Linked DNA regions of Mus musculus: all the other regions are linked to region 1. Evidence: chromatin contacts called from public ChIA-PET data. All regions are on one chromosome and are shown on one strand. The core of a region is the stretch at or near the end of the contact, and the rest is flanking DNA. Distances in the headings are between cores, read along the strand shown. Region 1 overlaps Ift80 (intraflagellar transport 80). Region 2 has its middle 17 kb from the start of Arl14. Region 3 has its middle 41 kb from the start of Gm1647.

Region 1 (4,702 bases), core at 925-3,424:
TAGCTGTCTCCTGAGAGGCTCTGCCAGTGCCTGACAAATAAAGAGGTGGATACTCACAGCCATCCATTGGACTGAGCACAGGGTCCCCAATGGAGGGGTTAGAGAAAGGACTGAAGGAGCTGAAGGGGTTTGCAACTCCATAGGAAGAACAACAATATCAACAACTAGTACCCCCCAGAGCTCCCAGAGAGGGACTAAACCACCAACCAAAGAGTACACATGAAGGGACCCATGGCTCCAGCCGCATATGTAGCAGAGGATGGCCTTGTCTGGCATCAATGGGAGGAGAGGCCCTTGGTCCTGTGAAGGCTCGATGCCCCAGTGTAGGGGAATGCCAAGCTGGAGAAGCAGGAGTAGGTGAGTGAGTGGGGGAACACCCTTAAAGAAGCAGGGGGAGGGGATGGGGATAGGGGGTTGTCAGAGGAGAAACCAGGAAAGGGGATAACATCTAAAATGTAAATAAAGAAAATATATAATAAAAAATTAAAAAAAAAAAAAGGACAAAAGCCAAGACAAAATTAGAGAAGAGGAGATAGGAAGACGGTAAGGGCCAGAGGATCAGGACACCTAATGGACAATACTGTCTTCTAGACATGACTGCAGCCATGAAGTCTAAACAGTATGGTAGTCTACACCTGTATACCAACCAGTCCACATGCCAATGTGGATGAGGAAAAATTTCATCACATCCTACCCCTAAATGAAGAGCTACAAGACGGGCAATGGCTGTTGAGAGGAAAAATACATTTTCTGCAGAAAGGAGCCTCTGATAGTTATGCAGTCTGGAGTGATTGGCATATAAGCAATCCTAAAGGAACTCAGTAGGCTGTGTACAAACACAACAGTACATTTTGTATACACACAGCAACAACAACATCACACATGAAGGCGATATATGCCTTTATTACCAGGACTCTGAAGTTACAGGCAGGCAGATCTCTGTGAGTTCAAGGCCAGCTGGATCTACATATTGAGTTTGATATCAGCCAATGGTGTACAGTGAGACACTGTTAGAAACAAAACGTAAAAAACAAAACTAAGAATAATTACAGAACAGGTCATGACTTCAAAGGAGGGGGTGTGGGAGGAGTAGGGGAGGGTAGATGATCAGGGAAGAAATGAAGCAAATGTACTATACTCATGTATAAAATTCTCAAAACATTTAAATTAAAACAAAGAATGTAGTTAGGATTATAGAAAACTAGTATGTGCTTTCTAATTTCCATTATTATACTTATATTTTGTGCAAAGGGGAAATTAATATATTTTAATTTATAAATTATCATACACTCACAACTGTCAGTAAGAGTATACTTTGCTGAGTTGTAGACAGAAATAATTCTGTAGTGCCAGCTCCCATTGAGTTGCACAGGATGTGACTCTGGGCCTTTAGCTGTGCTGTAGGATGTGGACCTGGGATGTGTTCACCCTCCTCCTCCCTTGGCTTTTGAGCTGAGGGCCTCTTAAGGTGGCTGTATCACCATTTCCTTGTTTACAGACCTCCCTTCCGAATACTCACCCACCATGTGAGGACAGGGAGACAATTTATTTCCTGCCTGTACAGTTTTTTAAATAGTAATAGTGTTTCAGAAAGGTGATTTAGAGAATAAAACAAAGCAAGCTGAGAAAGTGAAACATGGGGGCTGGAGAGATGGCTCAGTGGTTAAGAGCACTGACTGCTCTTCCAGAGGTCCTGAGTTCAAATCCCAGCAACCACATGGTGGCTCACAACCATCATCAGCAATGGGGTCCGATGCACTCTTCCGGTGTGTGTCTGAAGACAACTACAGTGTACTCATATAAAAAAAATGAATAAATAAACAAATCTTTAAAAAAAAAAAAAGAAAGTGAAACATGTAGTTTCTTTGTTACAAACAAGCCTTTAAGCCACATTCCTTCAAGCAGACATTAGCTAAGGTGTGGGTGCTTTGGATAGACAGCATTTATTAAGGCAGATGAACAGCTTTACAGAGAAAATGATTCATGATAAGTCTCTCTTACTAGCATTTGAGACAAATTCATAATATTAAACCACTGTTAAAAACATACATATTAAAGCATGAGTTAGCCAGGTGTGGTAGTGCCTGTGTGTGAGCTAAACACTTAAGAGTGTAGCAAGGGTCTGTTCCAAGTTCAAGGCCAGCCAGGGCTCTCTATCAAGACGCTGTCACAAAACAAACAAGTAAAGCACTATCCATGCTGTATTTCAGTTTGCAGAGTAGAACAAGAATACAGTTAGGCTGCAGATGGAGTTATTTTAAAATAAGAATTTAGTAAAGTATGTAACAAGATGTTATTAATTTTATCATTAACAAAAATAGAAATACATAATCATTTTGTAATAAATTCTGGCTTTTTGTTAAGGAAATTTTTATGCTCCATTTCAGTTAAAACATTCACGAGCTTGTTTTTCTGACTTAGTACACTAAAGTCATGTGATCTTTTTGACATTTTTTAAGAAACCACATGCACCTGGGTTGTGTTAAATGTCAGACCCTTATCTCTCTGTAAAACAAATTATCTAAATTCTTTCAACCCTTGAAAGCATTTTAAACCACAGAGGAGTTGAGAAAATGTATTTCCATTGTTTTAAGGAAGTACCTGGTCAAACGTACCATGTTTTTCACATTCATACCATAACAGTATCCCCTAAAAGTGTTGTTTTTCTGTTACTAAAAGATGTATTAGAAACAAAATACTCGCTAATGTGATACAGTGGCTGTCTTTGCCTAGATTTTAATATGGATTTACAGAGTGGATGGAAATACGTAAAATGGAGCCTAGCACTAACTGAACAGTCCCTGTTTACCAGTGCACTAGCAAAGGCTTTGTAAACTGTCAACATTCGCTTCTTTGCTGTTCATAGTAGAAAGCACTCAAGAACTAATTTGCCAGCTAAGCAACAGTGGCCTACACCTGTAATCCCAGCACGCACGGCCTTCAGACAAGCGGGTCACTCTGCAAGATCCTGTCAAAACAATCACATTTCCACTCATCTGGATGTGCAACTTGGTTTTTATGGGGGTCTCAAACAACTGGAACCAGGTGGGGGGAGGGGGTTTGCTATGCCAAAAGCTGTTGCCTGTATGTGGGATATGTTCTTCTAGATGGGCTGCCTTGTCTGGCCTCAGTGGGAAAGGAAGTGCTGAGCCTCACAGAGACTTAAAATGCCAGGATGGGGGGATACCTAGCCCCCCACCCCCACCCCGCCCCAGCTCAGAGAAGGGAAGGGGGCAAGAAATGTGTGAGGGGTGACCAGGAGGGGGCAGTAAGCAGAATGTAAAGTGAGTAAATTTAAAAAAAAAAACCTAAATTAAATTAAAAACAAACCACATTTTGCTTTCACTCTACTTGCAAAAGACAGATAATCAAGTGGGCCTCATTCCAGCAAAGCAACTCACTTATATGTGTCACTGGGTCAAGATAAAAAACAAAACAAAAACTTAAATAACAGCATTTGTTTCCTCAGGTTCTACCTCCCCACTTCCATATGACTTCATCTTTACCTATGTAACCACTCCCAAGTTAAATTTTAGCCTTTATTTCTGATCTTCAACACATTTCCATTTCCCCCAAAGATACCTAAAAACTCAAACTCTATATTGCTCCACCAGAATCTCTTATTCCTCTGGCCCTCTATCTCTTACAGGGTAGCCACCCTCTATCTCTTACAGGGTACCCACCCTCTATCTCTTACAGGGAAGCCACCCTGCTCAGCCCCTCCTAGAACTATGCCCCACGCCTCCCCCAATGGCCGCCTCAGTGCTTCTCTTAAATCCTACCCTCATTAACAAAGGACCTTTCAGAAACAGCCTCACTGGCCACCCTCTACAAGTCCCAATCTCCTCCTGTTTCCTCTTCTCTCACAACGAACTAGAGCACGTTCCTCACGGATAATCACTTCCTCCTCCTGTCCCACTCAGGGTTTCTGGTGCGTTGTTTTCTTTTGTTACAGGGCAAGGCAGTCAGCATGGTTGCTCCACAGTTCTGAGGCACACCCAGAATACCAGGCCAGACTTAACTGACATACCCTGGCCAGATGTGGAACGTATCTACTTCACAGATGGGAGCAGCTTTACCCAGATGGAATCGGGTGTGCAGGGGTGGAGGTAATGGACTTGGACTCTGTTATTTGGGCAATTGCTTTGCCACCAGAAACTTCAGCCCAGAAAACAGAACTAACGGCTCTAACTCAGGCTTTAAAACTGACAAAGGGAGCCATAGCTACAGTAGATATGCCTTTGCTATGGCTCACGTACATTACATGGATCCGTATACCAAGAGAGGGGATAATTGACTGCAAAGGGAAAAAAACATCAAAAATAAAGAAGGAATACTTGCTTTATTGGAGACATTATGGCTTCCTCTCAAATAATTCATTGCTCTGGGCATCAGAAAGGGACGAGAAATAGCCTGAGGGAACAGGCTAGCTGATAAAGCCCAAACTTCTACTGCTGACAACCTGGTAGCTTTGCTGCACCCTGTGCTCCCAGCCATTCCGGAATATACCGCTGAAGACAAATGACATCAGGCAAAATGCCAAGGAGTTTACAGAAGAGACAGAGGGTTGCTGACCTCCGAAGGCTGCACCGTCCTACCTAAGGAGTTTGCTAAGCCATACATCCATCAGACTCACCAAGCTTCACACCGGGGTCACGGAAAACTGAAGGAACTGCTGTACAAGCTACAAAATATTTGACTT
Region 2 (4,702 bases), core at 1,040-3,539, 230 kb after region 1:
ACCTCTTTTGTTTTTAAGTTACAAAATCCCAAAACACAGACAAGGCAAAGAAAAAAGAAAAACCAAGTGAACATGATCAGGAACCATTATTTTACTTGACTCTTCCCATCCGGCAGAAGAAAGGAGGTCATGTAATAGTAACAAAGTTAGATTCTTGGTAGCTTGTGGCAAAATCTTTGTTTTCATCTTTATGCACCCTGCTCCTTGTGAGCTGACTGGATGGACTGAACTGTGTGTTTGCAGCCTCCTGGACTCAGCTGGATACTACAGCCACTAGGACACACAATTACTAGACACTGTGACTAGGGGAAAGAGCTAAAGGTTCTTAACCAGGCAATTAAGTGTTCTGAGTTAAAAGCTCCCCCCTCCACATCCATTCACAGCTCACTGACCAGAGCCAGCTGCACAGGCCTAACTTAAGCACTGGGAAGTGGGAAGCAGATTCCTTCAGCACCCAGGGGAGCAAACCAGGTCTGTTTGGGTAAAAGCACTAATGGCTTCTTTAGCACATTGATAATATGATGCTCCCCCTCTTTCTTTTTAAATTTTAAAAAGAATTTTAACTGCACATATATGCATATGGTATGTGCATGCACATGCAAGAGTCTGTGGAGGCAGAAGAGTACCAAATCTCCTGTGAGCTGCCTTCTGTAGGTGCTGGGAATTGAACTTGCATCCTCTAGGGAGAGAAACCAGCGCTCTTAACTTCCCGAGTCACGCCTCCAGCCTGGTCTGCTTTTATCGTTGAGCTTTCTTAGGTTTAGATCTGCTGTTCCTCCCGTTCCCCACCTCACCCCATGGTGTGCCTGGTTCCCAAATATATGGTAGAAGTTTGCTAACACTAGACACTGAGAAGTTTCCTGTTTTGTTAAGGATTCTATGTGGTGGGCCAGATATAGCTCAGATGGCAGAGTGTCTACCGTATGCACAAAGTCCTGAGTTTGATTTCAAGGACAGCATAAACTGGGTGTGGTGTCGTGTGCCTTCAGCCCTCCCGCTGAATTGACGGAGGCAGAGAAATCAAATGTTTGAGCTCATTTTCAGCTATATAGGAAGTTCCACCCCAACCTGGAATACATGAGCCAGGAGAGACAGCTCAGACCTTAAAAGTGCATGCTCCTCTCTCAGAGGACTTGAGTGAGGTTCCTGGCACCCATATTGGGCAGCTCACAGCCACCTATAACTTGAGCTCCTAGGAATCTAATACACTCTTCTGGCCTCTGAGGGTACCACTACACTCAAGAAACACACACACACACACACACACACTCAAAAATAATCTTAAAAAAAAAAAGAAAAAGAATTCTATTTGGTTTCAAGTAATAGAGACCAACACTGTTAAAGTGGGCACACACACCAGGGTTGGTATTCCTCATATGAAGAAACTAAAGGGTGGGGAGGCCAGCTAGAGATGTCATCTGCCGCAGCATCAAACTCCCAGACTCCCTTGCCTGCTGTGCAGCCATTACCTTCAACATTTCCTTCAAAGGAAAGTTGGAGACAAAAAAATCTTTAAGAACACATCACCATAGTGGCATATATAGTTTGTGTCTGAATCTATGTCTATATAATTGTTTCTCTGAACTTTCTGAAAATATTTTCATGAAAAGTTGTGTCTGTGTTGCATGTGTTTTACTTGCCAAATATTTAATAAAAGGCAGGTATACTTCCTATTTGGCTTGATTTAAAAAAAACACACTGCATATTTTCCATGGTTGCATTTGTTTCTCTCTGTTTACTGTCTCTTCTGTCTGCTTGTGCAGGTTTTATACAGACCTAGCGTTTTAGCCCTGGTTACTCTTCTTAAAGCCTCCTCCCCCATTCTCTCAGTAAATGACGACATCATTTCCCTGTTGTTTAGATAAAATCGAAACTCAAGGGCTATCTGAAGCCTCCATCTTTCACCCCTATCCAGCAAGTCCCCCTCCCCCTCTGGAGTCCTCCTAATTTACACCTTGAGCCTTGAGTCTGATCAGATTCCACTTCCTGTCCCTGCTCCTCTAGTCTGGTATGGCATCATCTCCAAGGAAGACAGCTTTGAGAGTCATCAGCCCAGACCCCTGCCTCCACATTGCCTAGCCCCACTGCTGGCTTGCTACACAGCAGCCAGGATAGTCCTCACAAGGGGTTTCCCTGCTCACCACTGTCCAGTGCCTTCCAAGAAGAATCTAGAATAAACTCCAAGCCCCTCCCTGTGACCTACAATTTCTGTACAACTCCTGACCTTTTTAAAAACTGCTGTCTCATGTTCCCCAGAATTCCCCTTGTTGACAAGGTTCCAACTGCAGCCCAGGGCTTCCGTCTCCTAGCTCTCTCTGACCAATGCGGCATTAGAGCTCTGATCTCACTTCTGTTGTCTGTCATAAGCCACTTTTCGTGCCACCTCCTCTGTGAGGCTGACACCCATCAGCCTAGTCACAGGAGTGTTACATCTCCTGCTTACTATTTTTAGTCAACCATCAGCACTGTCAACCCCACAGCACCGTTGATGATCAGATATGATAAGTTTGTCTATTTCCTCTCCTGCTTCCTGCTTGCCCTTGAGAGACATTCCTCCCCGCATATCCAGAGCTTGGTAACATGTATGATTAAATGCTCTATAAATATTTGCAAGCAATTATTTTCTTATTAGGACTGAATTTAACTCATAAATTAGTGAGGCATGGTTTCTATTCAGTTATTTTTGTGAACAGCTATAAAGTTGTGATATTTTCTTCATACAGATTCTCTGCATGTGTTAGTGAGAAAATGTCTAGATGATTTACAGTTATTATCGCTACTTTGAATGAGCATCTTTCTCTGTTATCATTGGCTAAGACGAAAGCTACTTTCTATACTGATGGGTGTGGCTGGCTGCAATGCAAGCCTGTCACCCAATCTCTAGGTTTTCTAAATGGATATGACGTCTGTAATTTTTTTTATAGTCCACTTGATACAGGACTTTTTGGTGAGTCCCTTACACTTTTGGGCTCAGTGGGTATTATTACATTTGATGGAAATAGTATATTAGTGGCATTTTAATATTAAATATTGTTTATATGGGCCTGGAGGGAGAGCTCAGCAGATAAAGCAAGCACTACGTTTTCAGGTTTGGTTCTCAGCCAAACCATCTGTAACTCCAGCTGCAGGGATCAGATAGCTCTGTCTTCTGCATTCATGGGCACATGCCCTCACAAAGTCATGGGCACGTACATGGGCATGTGCACGCATGCACACGTGCGCGCGCACACACACACACACACACCATTAAAAGTAAAATAAATCTTTAGAATTTGTGTTTGTTTGATGCTCTGGCTTACAGCTGGCAGATGAATCTTTTTCCTCTCCTTTGTGAAAATCACATCTGATGTTTGAGTAGGCTGTGTTGGAGTCGGCACCTAGTCACTAGGTATCCAGAGGGTAGGATTCTAGAGACCATTTGTAGGTGAGCAAGAAAGCAGTCATTGGTAAGAATATGAGGACGTGCAATGAGCTAACAGTCCAAGGAGGCTGAGGAGACTCGTGGCTGGGCCACCATTCTGATTTCTGCAAATAATCCAGGGAGCAGAGGACACCCTCCACCCAGAGTTGAGAGTCCAGCAGGAACAGCAGGTGTCGAGACCCCCTCAGGGTCCTTTTTGTTCAAATCCCCAAGGAGGCACTACTTCACAGGAGAAGTGTTCTCCTGGTCAGGAGAGCTGTGGGCTCCAAGAAGCTGACACAAAGGTCCAAATAATCACAGAAGTGTTGAATTTCTCTGTGCCTTTCCTCTGCAAAATTTGCTGGCCTTAAACTTAGCATTGAAACAGCCTCCAGAAAAGCTCTCCTCAGCCCGAGACTGAGTCACGGATCCTCCATGAGACTTTCTTAGGCACGGTGAACACCATCCTTCTAGGTCCTGGCTCATGGCAATTAATAAATATTTGTCTAATTTCTGACACAAAGGTATTTTCTGAACACATAGTGATTTCTGTCAACCCTTGGAACTAAAAAGATAAAAATGTCAACAATAGAATAGAGAGACAGTCCTATGATACAAACTTTTCATGAACTTTAGATCTTCCTTCTAAATGTTTGCCCTTTCAACCAGGTGGGCTGTGATGTAATCTCAATCTACTGGAGCTGGAGGAAGGAGGACCCTGAATTCAAGGTCATGGTTGACTACATAGTGAATTTGAGACTATGTAAGACTCTATTCCAACAAAATAAACAAGGCTGTTTAAACTTTATAGTGGGTTTAATGTAAACATTTTTTATAATAAGCTTGATTATGTGTTTTACTGAGAAATAAAAGTTTTGACATACAGATAAAGCATGGAAAAGCCAGAGTGAGCAGTAGTGAGAGAGCTCTAGACGACAGGTACATTCTGATACTGAGCCTAACTGTTGCACCCTTTAATCCCAGCACTTGGGAAGCAGAGGCGTACAGATCTCTGTGAGTTCAAGGCCAGCAGTCGTGAGTTCCAGGATAGCCAAGACTACACGGGGAGACCCTGGAGAGAGAGGGGTTGGGGATACCACATTCTGTTGGATTTATGGTTGGGATTAGGTTTTCAATACTGGAGCTGCTTAATCACTCGTTTTCTTACATCACGACTGAGTATTAAAGATAAGAAGAGAGAAAAAAGCTGGTGGCGCACGCCTTTAGTTCCAACACTATGGAGGCAGAGGCACGTGGATCTCTGTGAGCTCAAGGCCAGCCTGGTTTACAGAGTGAGCTGCA
Region 3 (4,702 bases), core at 701-3,200, 200 kb after region 1:
CACTAGGATGTTTGACAAATACCATTACCTAGCTACATCTTAACCATCTCCGATTTCTCCATTTATTTTGTCAATTTATTAACATTTTAGTCTATAGATTGCAAGCATACTAATATAGACAAGCTTAAATAATGCCTTGTGTGCTCATAACTGATCCTCAACATATTTGTGGGGGCGGGGGCCATCCCTATGCCCTGGACATGTATGTCTTTGCCTGCACATCTAACCCCCCTCCCCCACCTCTTTTAAAGCAAATGTCAGGATAGCAAACAAAATATTTTGTTGAAGAATTTTTACATGTCAGGTAAGAAATTTCTTTTACCTTCCCTGGAATCCAGAGTTTCATGAGGTTGTAAAAAGAGTCAATTCCCTGGCCTACCCCAACATCTACCCCACTGATGAATTACTGAAGTACATGAAGAGGTTGGACCTCCAGATCCAAAACTGCAGACTCTTCATGACACAGGATAACAACAGGATGTCTGAGAGGAGTCCCAGTGAAGTTCCAGTATTGCTAATGCAGCAGAAGTCAGAGGCCTCATACCAGACCAACGAGTCATTGCGTTGAACATGTGCAAGCAAAGAAGTGTGGACTAAAGGGTGTACGGTGGGACCCACTGTGACACACTATAGCTTCTACAATGAGATTATCTTCTTTGCTAGAGGGGGGAGGTAGCAGGGGTAGAGGGCGGATACGAGGGAGGGGGAGATGAGTGGGGTTGGAGTGCATGATGTGGAATTCACAAGGAACCAACAAAAAAAAAAGTTAGAGAGAGAGAGAGAGCATTCCCATTGCTTCACAGCATCTGATGAAGACAGGCAGAGCTGTAAGAGTGGACTTCCTGCTCCTGGGAGAGGCACAGTCCACTCCTTTGAGGTTTCAAAATCTTCCTTCACTCCAGGCAAACTTGGAGCATTGCTCCTATAAAACGATGCTGGATGACTGGCAAGTTGAGATTCCCAAAGGCCAACGTGGGGAAAAAGTGGAAGGCAATAACAGAGCCATGAGCTGACATCAGCTTGGCTTAGCTAGCTGTCTGCTCTTTGACCATCAAGTTAATTACTCAGATCTTTATAACTTCTCATTCATGAGAGAGAGAGAAGACCTATGCTGTGTGCATCATTGGATCAGTAGAACAACAGAAGCTGCCAAGGTTTTTAAAACTTTAAATACTAGGCTAAGAATGAAGGTCAGTGGAACACTTGCCTTGCGTGCTCAGAGCACTAGGTTCGATCCCCAACACCTCATAAAACTAGGTGTGCTGGCTCACCCTGGAAATGGAGGCAGAAGGATCAGGAATTCAAGATCATTTTCAACTACATATAGAGTTTAAGACCAACCAACCTGAGGGACATCTCAATTAAACATTGTCTAATTACGAGCTTCTAACACGGAAGGCGATGTAAACTGTGTTTTCAGTTCTTATTTAATGTTTGCCTCTAGAGTACTGTTTGGGGTCACTTAAACTGCAGGAATTATTAAAATTGGTACTAACAACCGGAGCAAATTTTTCCAGGTAGCTTTTGAATGTGAATCGGTCCCACCATGCGTGAAGGGAAATGGGCACCACAGTGTGTATGTTTCTAAACATGTTTCATTTGAGAAAATCCGACAGCACTGTAGTGAGCTTCTGGAAGGGCAGGGAAATAGATTTGCCCTGAGTGGCTCTGCTTCTCTCTACTCCCCACTGGCCACACTGGACCCAGATAGCTGCATCACTTGCTTTAGAGAGAGGTAGTCAACGCTGCATTTTCAGATTTCAGTGACTCCCCTCAAACACCAAACTGGGTCTCTCTGGGTTCCTGAGCTCAGCACCAACTGGACCGGACTATCAGGAAGATTGCCAGGGAAAGAGTGGAGCTGGCTGCCTGCTTCCCGCTGGCTTTCTGAGCTTGCTGTGCCAGCTCTGCTGCTGTGAACTTGCACACCCGCAGTTTCCCCCTCACCCCAGCCTCTGATCTCATCACTTCCTCTTTGCTCTCTGTCTTCTCTGCTCATTTGAGACATTTCATTACCATCTTCATAGAATTCTTTTCTTTTTATTTATTTAAAAGAAGATGTACAATAAATCTTGTGGAAAATAAGCAATATATTTTACACACATACGTACACACAGAGGGGAGAGAGTTGGGGTGAGAGAGAAATACACAGAGACAGAGAAAGAGACAGAGACAGAGAGAATGGTGAAGATAGACACACATACACATAGGACTGGGGATTCTGCCTTATTGATCAGGGTCTCTGTCTTGTAACAGTGTCTCTCACTGACCTTGGAGACAGCCTGACTGTCACCAAGCGCCAGCAATCTTCCTATCTCCACGCCCATAGCTCTGGGGACTCGGAACCTTGTCCAGTTTTTGCCTGGTTGTGGGATCTGAACTCAGATCTCTATGTTTGTGCAGCAAGGAGTCTTATCCACTGAGCCATGGCCCTAACCTTCAGCCCCCAACAGGGACTTTAGTTGGTTTTGTTTTCTGAGATAGGGTCTCTCTATGTGGCCCAGGCTAGCCTTGAATGTGACATCTTCTTGCCAGTCTAAAGGTATAAGATATCTCTTTTAATTTATAAAAAAAAGCATTGATTTGTTTAAATTCTGACAGGTGGTAATTTAACACTATAAGTTTTAAGATCTGTTTTGTTATTTTTAAATTATGTGTGTATCTTTGTGGAAGGAGGTCAGATATGTTGGACCTCCCTGGCGCTGGAGTTACATGTTGTGGGCCACTTGACATGGGTGCTAGAAACCAAACTCAGGTCCTCTGCAAGAGCAGTTTGCATTAGAAACCATGCAGCATCCCTCAGGCCCCAACACTGTAAATTTATTAACTCAGATAATTCTGGACTAACGTATATCTTCACTTACTATTGTAAGTATAAAAGGTACTCTGTTGTTGCAATGAGCTCCAGGCATCAGGGCACAAGGCCGAAATAACTTGGTCTTCCTTAATAAACATGTAAATGACAAAGTACAGATGTCCCCCATTTCCTTTATGAAAAACATAAGGAGGAGAATTTTCAATGAATTCTGGAAAGACCTTGGCGCTCTACTCAGCCTGATAACTAAAAGTGTCTAGTTAATGTGGACATTCAAAGTAGTACTCGAATGGAAGTAGCCCTCAGCAAACAGATTTCCAGGGCATATGAAGGTTAGATGGCTAACTTTCAAGGATCAGTTGTATTAGAAATGAAGAGTTCCATGGTGCTGCATTTATTGATTCCTAGAAAATGAACTTTTTTTTTCTGCAAATGGGGAGAAAATGTCTTAAACTATGGAAGCAACTACCACAACACTTTAAGTTCCATTGTACACTTTTATACATTGTACAAAAAAAATGGAGAGAATCAATTAACACTTTCTGTTCCTTCTGATTTGAAAACTTGACTAGTCTTCAAAGAGAGAAAGAATATAGCAGGCAGAAGACCCACAGTTTAACCCCCAGAAGTGGAAAATAAACTTAAGAGAAGAGAGCTCACCAGACTATCACAGGTAAGCTGCACATTACTTGACTTTCAGGCCTGTGAGAACGGGTTTCAAAGTTAGCTCTCAGTTCAACTTCTCACACCACATTGAAGCAAAAGGCTGCATGGCAAGAAAGGTGATCCAGAGAGATGCTTAAACTCCCGATGACAGCTCTCATAAAGACCTACAAATATCCAGAGTAGGGGCTGGAGAGAGGGAAGACAAGAGTACTTGTTCTTGCAAAGGACCCGGGTTCAGTTTCAAGTGCCCCCGTGGTGGCTCACAACCACCTGTAAGTCTAGCTCCAGAGGACCCAACACCTTCTTGGATGCCCTGACCTCCATAGGCACCATGTGGTGCACATGCATACATGCAGGCAAAACACTCATGCACATAAAATTAAGTAAATCTCAAAAGTGTTTTAAAAATTTAGGGCAGAAAGAACTTTCTGTTGTGTCTGTGAGGCTTCGGGAAAACAGATACTTTCTGTCCTTCAGGGAGCATCAGGTGGACCCCGGGAGAAGCATTTTGGCAATAACTGTCAAGTTTCCATATGCATTGATCCTAAGGGCCATAGGTTCACTTTGCAGTCAGTCTGCAGCTAAGTTTTCCTGTGAAGAGCGGGATATAAATCTCATTAAAAGCCACATTCTGGAAGGACAGAGATAGTGTCATATGCAAAGCCGAGGGTGTGGAGCATGGGGCCACCCCATAGAGGAAGCTAGCAGCAGATTTGGTATAGCACAGTCAAGAAATAATCCCATGGCCAAGGAGATGTCTTACTGAATCTTACTAAAGCCAACTATGGTGGGTCACACTTTAATCTCAGGTTTGGAGAAGCCAGTGCATGCAGACAGCTATGAGTGAGCTCCAGGCCTAAGCTACAACATGTGATACTGTCTAAAACAAAGCAAAGCGCAAAGTGAAGTCAAACACTTGCACACTTTCAGAGTTCAAATTTGAGAATTATTTTGTATGATTTTAAGGAAACAGTTACTCCTGGACAAACTGGAACGTTTGGAGGATGAGTGCAACTTTAATAATGGAAATGGAAATCCACCTGAAAACAGAATGTTTCCTAAGAACCCCATCGTTCCTTCAGTGGTGATCAAAGCCACACTGAGGCTGGGGCGGCGGGCGGGTAAGAAAGGCCCGTGTGCACTGCAAGCAGGAATCTGATTAGTGTCACCTAAGTGGGAATTATTACAGTGGTCCTTTGAAAAGCTAAAATTAGAATTACC

What was found. ChIA-PET counts read pairs in DNA pulled down with a chosen protein or histone mark.
Region 2: a contact with region 1 is called in an RNA polymerase II ChIA-PET map of memory CD8 T cells, with 106 read pairs. The contact joins two enhancer-like sites. A contact is called at or near these places in 2 of 115 datasets of contacts at active chromatin or transcription factors (memory CD8 T cells and thymic regulatory T cells).
Region 3: a contact with region 1 is called in an RNA polymerase II ChIA-PET map of memory CD8 T cells, with 66 read pairs. The contact joins two enhancer-like sites. A contact is called at or near these places in 1 of 484 Hi-C or Micro-C datasets (CD4 T cells), 1 of 115 datasets of contacts at active chromatin or transcription factors (memory CD8 T cells) and 1 of 9 other capture datasets (adipose tissue).

The regions. Positions count from the first base shown.
Region 1 is chr3:68,972,342-68,977,043 of GRCm38.p6, forward strand. All of the region lies in intron 5 of Ift80 (intraflagellar transport 80), which reads right to left. Among named protein-coding and RNA genes, the nearest start is that of Ift80, 30 kb to the right of the region's middle. Within about 2 kb of position 2,175, at least 37 of the 459 cell types and tissues checked have an H3K27ac peak or open chromatin away from gene starts, as enhancers often do. A contact at or near this core is called in memory CD8 T cells and thymic regulatory T cells, where this site is marked.
Region 2 is chr3:69,203,557-69,208,258 of GRCm38.p6, forward strand. No RefSeq gene overlaps it. Among named protein-coding and RNA genes, the nearest start is that of Arl14, 17 kb to the right of the region's middle. Within about 2 kb of position 2,290, at least 126 of the 459 cell types and tissues checked have an H3K27ac peak or open chromatin away from gene starts, as enhancers often do. A contact at or near this core is called in memory CD8 T cells and thymic regulatory T cells, where this site is marked.
Region 3 is chr3:69,169,436-69,174,137 of GRCm38.p6, forward strand. No RefSeq gene overlaps it. Among named protein-coding and RNA genes, the nearest start is that of Gm1647, 41 kb to the left of the region's middle. Within about 2 kb of position 1,951, at least 51 of the 459 cell types and tissues checked have an H3K27ac peak or open chromatin away from gene starts, as enhancers often do. A contact at or near this core is called in memory CD8 T cells, where this site is marked.